Regions from separate parts of the Danio rerio genome. Here region 2 is linked to region 1. A link is a contact called in public HiCAR-type data. All regions are on one chromosome and are shown on one strand. The core of a region is the stretch at or near the end of the contact, and the rest is flanking DNA. Distances in the headings are between cores, read along the strand shown. Region 1 overlaps robo1 (roundabout, axon guidance receptor, homolog 1 (Drosophila)). Region 2 overlaps robo1 (roundabout, axon guidance receptor, homolog 1 (Drosophila)).

Region 1 (3,574 bases), core at 532-3,031:
TATGTTCCATCTTGCAAAAAAATAATTAAAAAAATCATTGAAGTCCACTAATAATGTTTTATTTTTATTTATTTATTTATTTATTGCAGTGGAAAAGCCTTAATATGGTCTTACACAATAGTTTTCTAACCTTTTTTAATCACAGAAATATTCAATTAATACTTGTAATACTTTGTACTTTAATATCTATATGTGTTTGTGTAATGTTAGTTTATTTATTTATTTTTTGTGTGATTAAGTTTTTATTGATTTTACATGTGAGTGGTCACAGCATCTTTACAATTTTCTTTCAATAAATGTTAGTTTAATTTATTTAATATATAAATTAAATAAATGTTGTAGAAACAACTATACATAAATAAATAAATAAAGTAAAAAAAATAAAAGTTTTTAAATTAGGTTGATATTTATTGATGCATTCACAAATAGATAATATAAATCAATGTCTATTTCATTTTGAATTATAACTATATAATATTATAACTATATAATATGTAATAATATTTAAAATATATAATATTTAATATGTAATTATTATTTAATTTAATATGTAAATTGATAATATTGTGTAAAATATCTATTATTTAATAATATTTATTATGACATTTAAAATTAATAATAATTTGTTTTATATTTAATACTATTTAAAATATATATTTAATACTAATTTATACAATATTTAATAATATTTAATTATAACTATATAATGTTAAAAAATATACTTTGTTTATTATAAATGTAAATTTAATGAATAAATAAATAGTTTAAAACATTGTGTGCAAAAGTTTTTAAATTAGATAGATATTTATTGATGCATTCACAAATAAATTATATAAATAAATACGTTTATTAAATTATAAATTATAAATATATAATATTTCATAAAAATTATATTTAATAACATAAAAAATATGTAAAGTTTAATATTTAATAATCATTTTCTATATTGTTCAATGTATTAATAATTTATATAATATGTATTAATATTTAATTATAGATAAATGTTTAAATATGATATTTGTTTGTTATAAATATTGTATAATATATAATAAATATGAGTAAATAAAGAAAGACATAATTGATGGGTTGACATAAAAAATATACTGTAAATTGTATTGCAATTTATAATTTTATTTATTGATAAGTAAATAAAAAAGACCTAATAGATAGCTTGTCTATTATTATTTTTTTTAAATAAAAAGATAAGATAAGAAAGAATTGCTTGCATCTAATGCATTTCAATAAGAAAATGATCTTTTTTGCTTTAAAATGCTTTCATTAAGGCTTATAATTAACCCTAAATATATATTATTTAAAGAGTAAAACAGGATCTTAGCCTTGAGAGCTTAATCAATGTGTCTGCAAATATCTTGTCATACTTGCCATATTCCTGCAGTAGTTCACAGTAGAGCTGGATATAATTACAATAAACCTCAGAATCTCGCCTGGGAGCGTGTTTAATATGGAGATGACAGATGAAAAGCTGTAAAATGCATTTCTGTAACCCACAGAGGAGACGTAGCTGAACAGTTTTCACCTCTCTCCGATTAGCCGTACAGCTTTGCTCCTCTCTGTTGTTTTTTGTTTGGGTTGACCTGTGAAATCTCCTCCCTCCGCCACCAAGTGCTCCGCAATTAAAACCAACAAATTAGCCATGTTTCTCGACTCTTTCCACAAAACTGCTTGGCAAGCAGCCAACAAAACCAGTCGAGGAATGCAGTGGAGATATTACTCATTTTGATTTGCTTTTCAGGCATTTCATAGTTTGTTTGCGTCCTCCGTTTCCGACAGAGAGTGAGAGAGAGAGCCGTCCCCCGAGGCCAGAACACGCAGTTATTTCAGGAGCGCTCCGGGTGGGAATTATTCATCTTTCCAGAGGAGAATCAGCATATTTTGCCCATTCATCTTCTGCGCTAAAAAGCGTGCCGGCCTCATCCGTCACGTTAGACGGATTCTGTGCAGTAAATGAGCGGCGGGAAGACCAGAGAGAGAATGGAGGGAGGGGGTGTATGACAATATTGCCAACTTTGTCTCTGAATTTAGGGTTAAAAGTAAAAAAAAAAAAAGATTCTCACTGACAAATAAGCAAACAAATAAATTAAATAAATATGATTGGTGGATATCTGGCTATTAAATAAACAAAGGAAGGAAGGAAGGAAGGAAGGAAGGAAGGAAAGAAGGAAGGAAGGAAGGAAGGAAGGAAGGAAGGAAGGAAGGAAGGAAGGAAGGAAGGAAGGAAGGAAGGAAGGAAGGAAGGAAGGAAAAAGGAAGTCAAATCAATAAGTAAGTCAAATCAATCAATTAATAATTAATCAATAAAATAAATCTCAATGTTATTAGATTAAGTGAAATAAGTTAATAAATAAATAAGTCTAAATGAATAATTTAAATAAAGAAATAAATGAGTCGTCAAATAAATAAATTAGTAAGTCAAATAAATAAATGAATAAGTCAAATAAATAAGTCAAGTTAAGTGTATTAATTAATTAATAAGTCAATAAATAGGTCAAATAACTAAGTAATTTAAATAAATAAATCAAATAAAGCAATACAAATATTTGGTCAAATAAATAAATGTCAAATAATTAGGTGAAATAAAGATAAATAAGTTAAATAAGTAAAGATAAATGAATCAATCAGTCAATCAATAAATAAATGAATAAATCAAATCAAATAAATACATAAATAAACAAATAAGTAAATATGAATGAATAAATAACTAAATTAATCAATAAATGTCAAATAAATAAGTTAAATAAATAAATAAATAAATAAATAAATAAATACACCATAAAGAAATAAACAAGTCAAATTAAATAGTCAATAAGTCAAATAAATCAATAAATGTCAGATAAATAAGTCCAATAAATCAATAAAAAATAGGTCAACTAAATCAATAATTAATTAAAATAAATAAATAACTAAATAAAAAAGATTGGTGGACATCTAGTTATTCAGAAATAATCAAATAAGAAAGAAAGAACGAAAGAAAGAAAGAAAGAAAGAGAAAGAAAGAGAAAGAAAGAATCCAACCTACCTACCTACCTACAGTACCTACCCACTGGCTTCAGTGTTTTTATTTGGCAGTAAAACTTAAGATAAAGCTCCAAACAAGGTCTCTGTACAATCATCGTAGTCTGTTGTTTTCCACCACGGCACAAATGAAAGTGACGAATTTGTGGGTGTTCCCAGCCGACCAAGTCTAAAGCACAAATAATGTCATTGAGCTTTGCTGGCATTTAATACGCATTACATGGAAACATAAAAGAAATTGTAATATCTCACCTGAAGATAGTCTGGTTTCCCTTTTAGATGGTTTAATAAAATATCCCACCCATTTAGGAATTATTAGAGAAAAAAATAATACAAGGAGATCATGTATTGGATGATCTCATAGGCCTAATAGAGAATGATTCAGCCACTATGGCACAGTTAGCAACTCAAAAAAAGGTATGTATTTGTATGTGTGTGCATGTGCATGTGTGTGTTGGAGGAAATCATCTAGTTTTGCCTCGGTTGACCTCAGTGTTGTAGTTGCAGGCTCTGTGATGATGTCATCATGTCATGTTGTGAT
Region 2 (3,336 bases), core at 456-2,955, 140 kb before region 1:
AAGCTTTATGATAGCGCTTTGTCATAAAGCGCAAATCATCTCAGACTGGTTTTTTGAACATGACAATGAGTTCACTGTACTCAAGTGGCCTCCACAGTCACCAGAGCTCAATCCAATAGAGCACCTTTAGGATGTGGAGAAACGGGAGATTTGTATCATGGATGTGCAGCTGAAAAATCTGCTGCAACTGCGTGATGCTATCATGTCAATATGGACAAAAAATTTCCAGTACCTTGTTGAATCTATGCCACAAAGTATTAAGGCAGTTCTGAACGTAAAATGGGTCCAACCTGGTACTGGTAAGGTGTACCTAATAAAGTGGCCGGTGAGTGTGTATTATATAAGCAAATATGAATATCTAAATTTATTTACATAAAGCATGTTTTCCGATAGTTTGACAACTCATCACATCTGCAGGTTTACATGTCAAACATCCCGAAATAAAACAAAACAACTGCTTTCAAGTTTGTAATAATTTGTTTGAATTGTAAAATCATGAAACTTTCATGTTATGGACTCAATTTAATATTTAATTTATATTTTAAGACATAAGTTAAGTGTATAAAGTGAAAAAAACAACATAAAGAATGACTGTTAGCTAATTCTGCTTGGAAAAAAAAAGCTTTCATAAGAACGACTTGTTCAACGATGTCAAACGTATGTTTTGGGAAATGAATTTCGATTAAAATAATTAATCCAATTTGCCAAGCCAATCCCCCAGACTGAATTTGCCTCACTAACAGCTTTTGAAGGGTTATCAGAAGCCAAGCAGAACAAATTCTGTGTTCACGAGGCTTTGTTCGCCTTGTTCTCAGATATTTGAGGTCTGCACAACAATAAAAGCCCTAATAGTATAATGCTAGTGCTGTCTGGCTCCTAGCCAAACAGATCCTGCCATAATCTGTGAACTGCTCTTACACCTATTGTTATCGCTAACTGAAACAAAGGATTTTGGCTTGGCATTAGAGCCCTCGCAAGAGAAACCGTTCCGCACGCTCGGATTGCGGGTTGGCCTGCGCTTTGCTGATGTAAGACAAGCTGTCTGGCGTAGGTCCCTGGTGTGGGCACTTCTGCTGCTATGCTAAGGATTATTGCAACTCTGCGTTCCTCTGGCTGTATATCACTTTGAAAGCTTGCGGCATCGCAGCTAATTTTCAGACTTGATTTTTTTTTTGTTTTCCTCCCCTACTTTCAGTCTTGATGATAATAATTATTGCCTTAATAATTGCTTTCTCATGCTGCTCGTCCTTGGTGGAAATACCCAAATGTTAACTTTGCATGGTTGCCATATTCCTTCGACCGCGAGAAATGAGTCAACACAGACACTTTTTAAGCTTTGTGGCACCCTGCAATTTATTTATAAAAATAAACCAGCCATTAGGCACACATCCCGGTGCATTTAGCCGCATTTAAGCTACGTCTCATTCCAGTGATCCTGACGTGAGGAACATGTTTGCTTGGCATGCATGCTACAAACTGCGAGGTTTTTGATGCACATTGGATGGAATAGCTTGCCGCTTTCTCAACGATGATTGGCAGCGTTTAGTCTGCAGCACAGAAATCTGTATATGTGGCTTAAAAGAGGGATTTTAATTGAGAGGAATATTGTCAGCCGCATTGAATCGGCATCCTCGGGGGACGAATGACATTCACAGGAGCTCCCGAGTAATTACGGGCAGACAGGAAGTTGCGTGTTGTAAATGTGTTCCTGCTTCTTTTATGTGTTCTCAAGCAACTGGAGAGGGAACAGATGGTGTCGTGCCGTCTCAGACGTGGCCGCGTAGTTTTGATGCTCGCCAGGGTTGAGTGTCAGTCTTCAAAGTGCTGGACGTCTGGACTTTAAAAAGAATCCGCAGCTCACAGTTTCAATCTCTCTGAATAATCCACAAAAGAATTGCGGTCGTAAAGTTATAACAGTCATAAAGAGTCGGCGATTCAATATCACTGAGGCACAGAATGATGCGCTCATCAGATTAGCTGGAATTCCCCGGTCCTATCAGCTGTTTGACATCAGGTTTGAGCAATCCTTCGTGCAAAGTCTCCTTTACGGGGTTGAAATATTAACCGTTCGCACGCCAACCTGTAATCATATTTGTGTGGCCCAGTAGCGAACCCTGAGGCACTCCTGTCCTTGTCATGTACGGTTCTTCCGAAAACCGTTATAATAAGCCGTAAGCCATCAGATAAGTGTAACTCCTATTACACTGCAATCTCATCTGCCATCTCCTGAATGATATTTAAAAGGCGTTCAACTTTTTTTTCCCCCTCCAGCCTCCTTGCCTGCATTGCTTATGTTTCTGGCAAACTTACAAAGATTGTTTTTTTTCTGTCTTGGCGTGGAGCCCTGAGTGCCATATTCATCTACAAGCTTATGGTGCCAAGTGAAGGCTCGGGTCAAGTTTTCTCCCCTATGAGAGGTGAAGTTGGAGCAGAGAATATGCAGAGAGGAAGCTTGACCTTGGGAAAACTTTGATCTGCAGTTAAATAGTTTTAGTTTTTGAGTATATGCAGTACAGTAGGCAAAATGGAAATAGCCCTCGGCTAGGTCTACAGTTTGTTAAACATATACTCCAGAAGTTGTGACTAAGAATAGACTGAGTGATTAAACTACAGCCTTGTAATGTCTGTGAAATTAGTATGTATTGGTTTATTTAGGGAAAAAAAAGTCCTATGAATACGTTAAATTAATGCCTCTTTAATTATTGAATCAATTTGTTTGATTCTGTCTAAACTTTTATTTAGATCACTGAACTGAACCATGGGGGCAAACACACTGACTTTTCTATCAGTTAAAATAAATTAAATTATTATAAATTGATGAGCCAGACTCATTGTCATCCAGGTAAAATAAAATAAAACAAAATTTAATTAAATATTAGATGATAAAAAAAACTGAATTAAAGTCATTGTTATATAGGAAAAATATAATAAAAAGAATAAACTAAAAGAAAAATTAACTAAGTTAAATTAAAATATAGTTATTGCTTATAAAATCAAACAAAATAATAAAATATTTTATTTATAAAATATATATAATATGTGAAAAAAAACGTAATCGGAATATCTGGCAAATTAAACTAAATTAGTAAAAAATATTGGGGTTGCATATGAAACTTTTTTTAAAACTGAGTCAGACTCAATGTTATGTGGGTAAAATAAAATAAAACTAAATAAAATTGAATATTACATTTGAAAAACAGAATCCAAGTTATTGTTATATGGGTCAAAATAAATAAATAAGATTCAATTAAATTCTTTCCCAGAGATGGGTTGCGGCTGGAAGGGCATCCGCTGCGTAAAAACTTGCTGGATAAGTTGCCGGTTTATTCCGCTTTG

The links. HiCAR-type assays count read pairs that join an accessible place to other places.
Region 2: a contact with region 1 is called in a HiCAR-type map of caudal fin, with 4 times the contacts expected there. The contact joins two enhancer-like sites. A contact is called at or near these places in 1 of 18 Hi-C or Micro-C datasets (an unstated tissue) and 1 of 4 datasets of contacts at active chromatin or transcription factors (caudal fin).

Annotation. Positions count from the first base shown.
Region 1 is chr15:42,157,103-42,160,676 of GRCz12tu, reverse strand. The region is part of intron 4 of robo1 (roundabout, axon guidance receptor, homolog 1 (Drosophila)); the gene reads left to right. Among named protein-coding and RNA genes, the nearest start is that of robo1, 380 kb to the left of the region's middle. Within about 2 kb of position 1,781, at least 5 of the 62 cell types and tissues checked have an H3K27ac peak or open chromatin away from gene starts, as enhancers often do. A contact at or near this core is called in caudal fin, where this site is marked.
Region 2 is chr15:42,299,625-42,302,960 of GRCz12tu, reverse strand. All of the region lies in intron 3 of robo1 (roundabout, axon guidance receptor, homolog 1 (Drosophila)), which reads left to right. Among named protein-coding and RNA genes, the nearest start is that of robo1, 240 kb to the left of the region's middle. Within about 2 kb of position 1,705, at least 9 of the 62 cell types and tissues checked have an H3K27ac peak or open chromatin away from gene starts, as enhancers often do. A contact at or near this core is called in caudal fin, where this site is marked.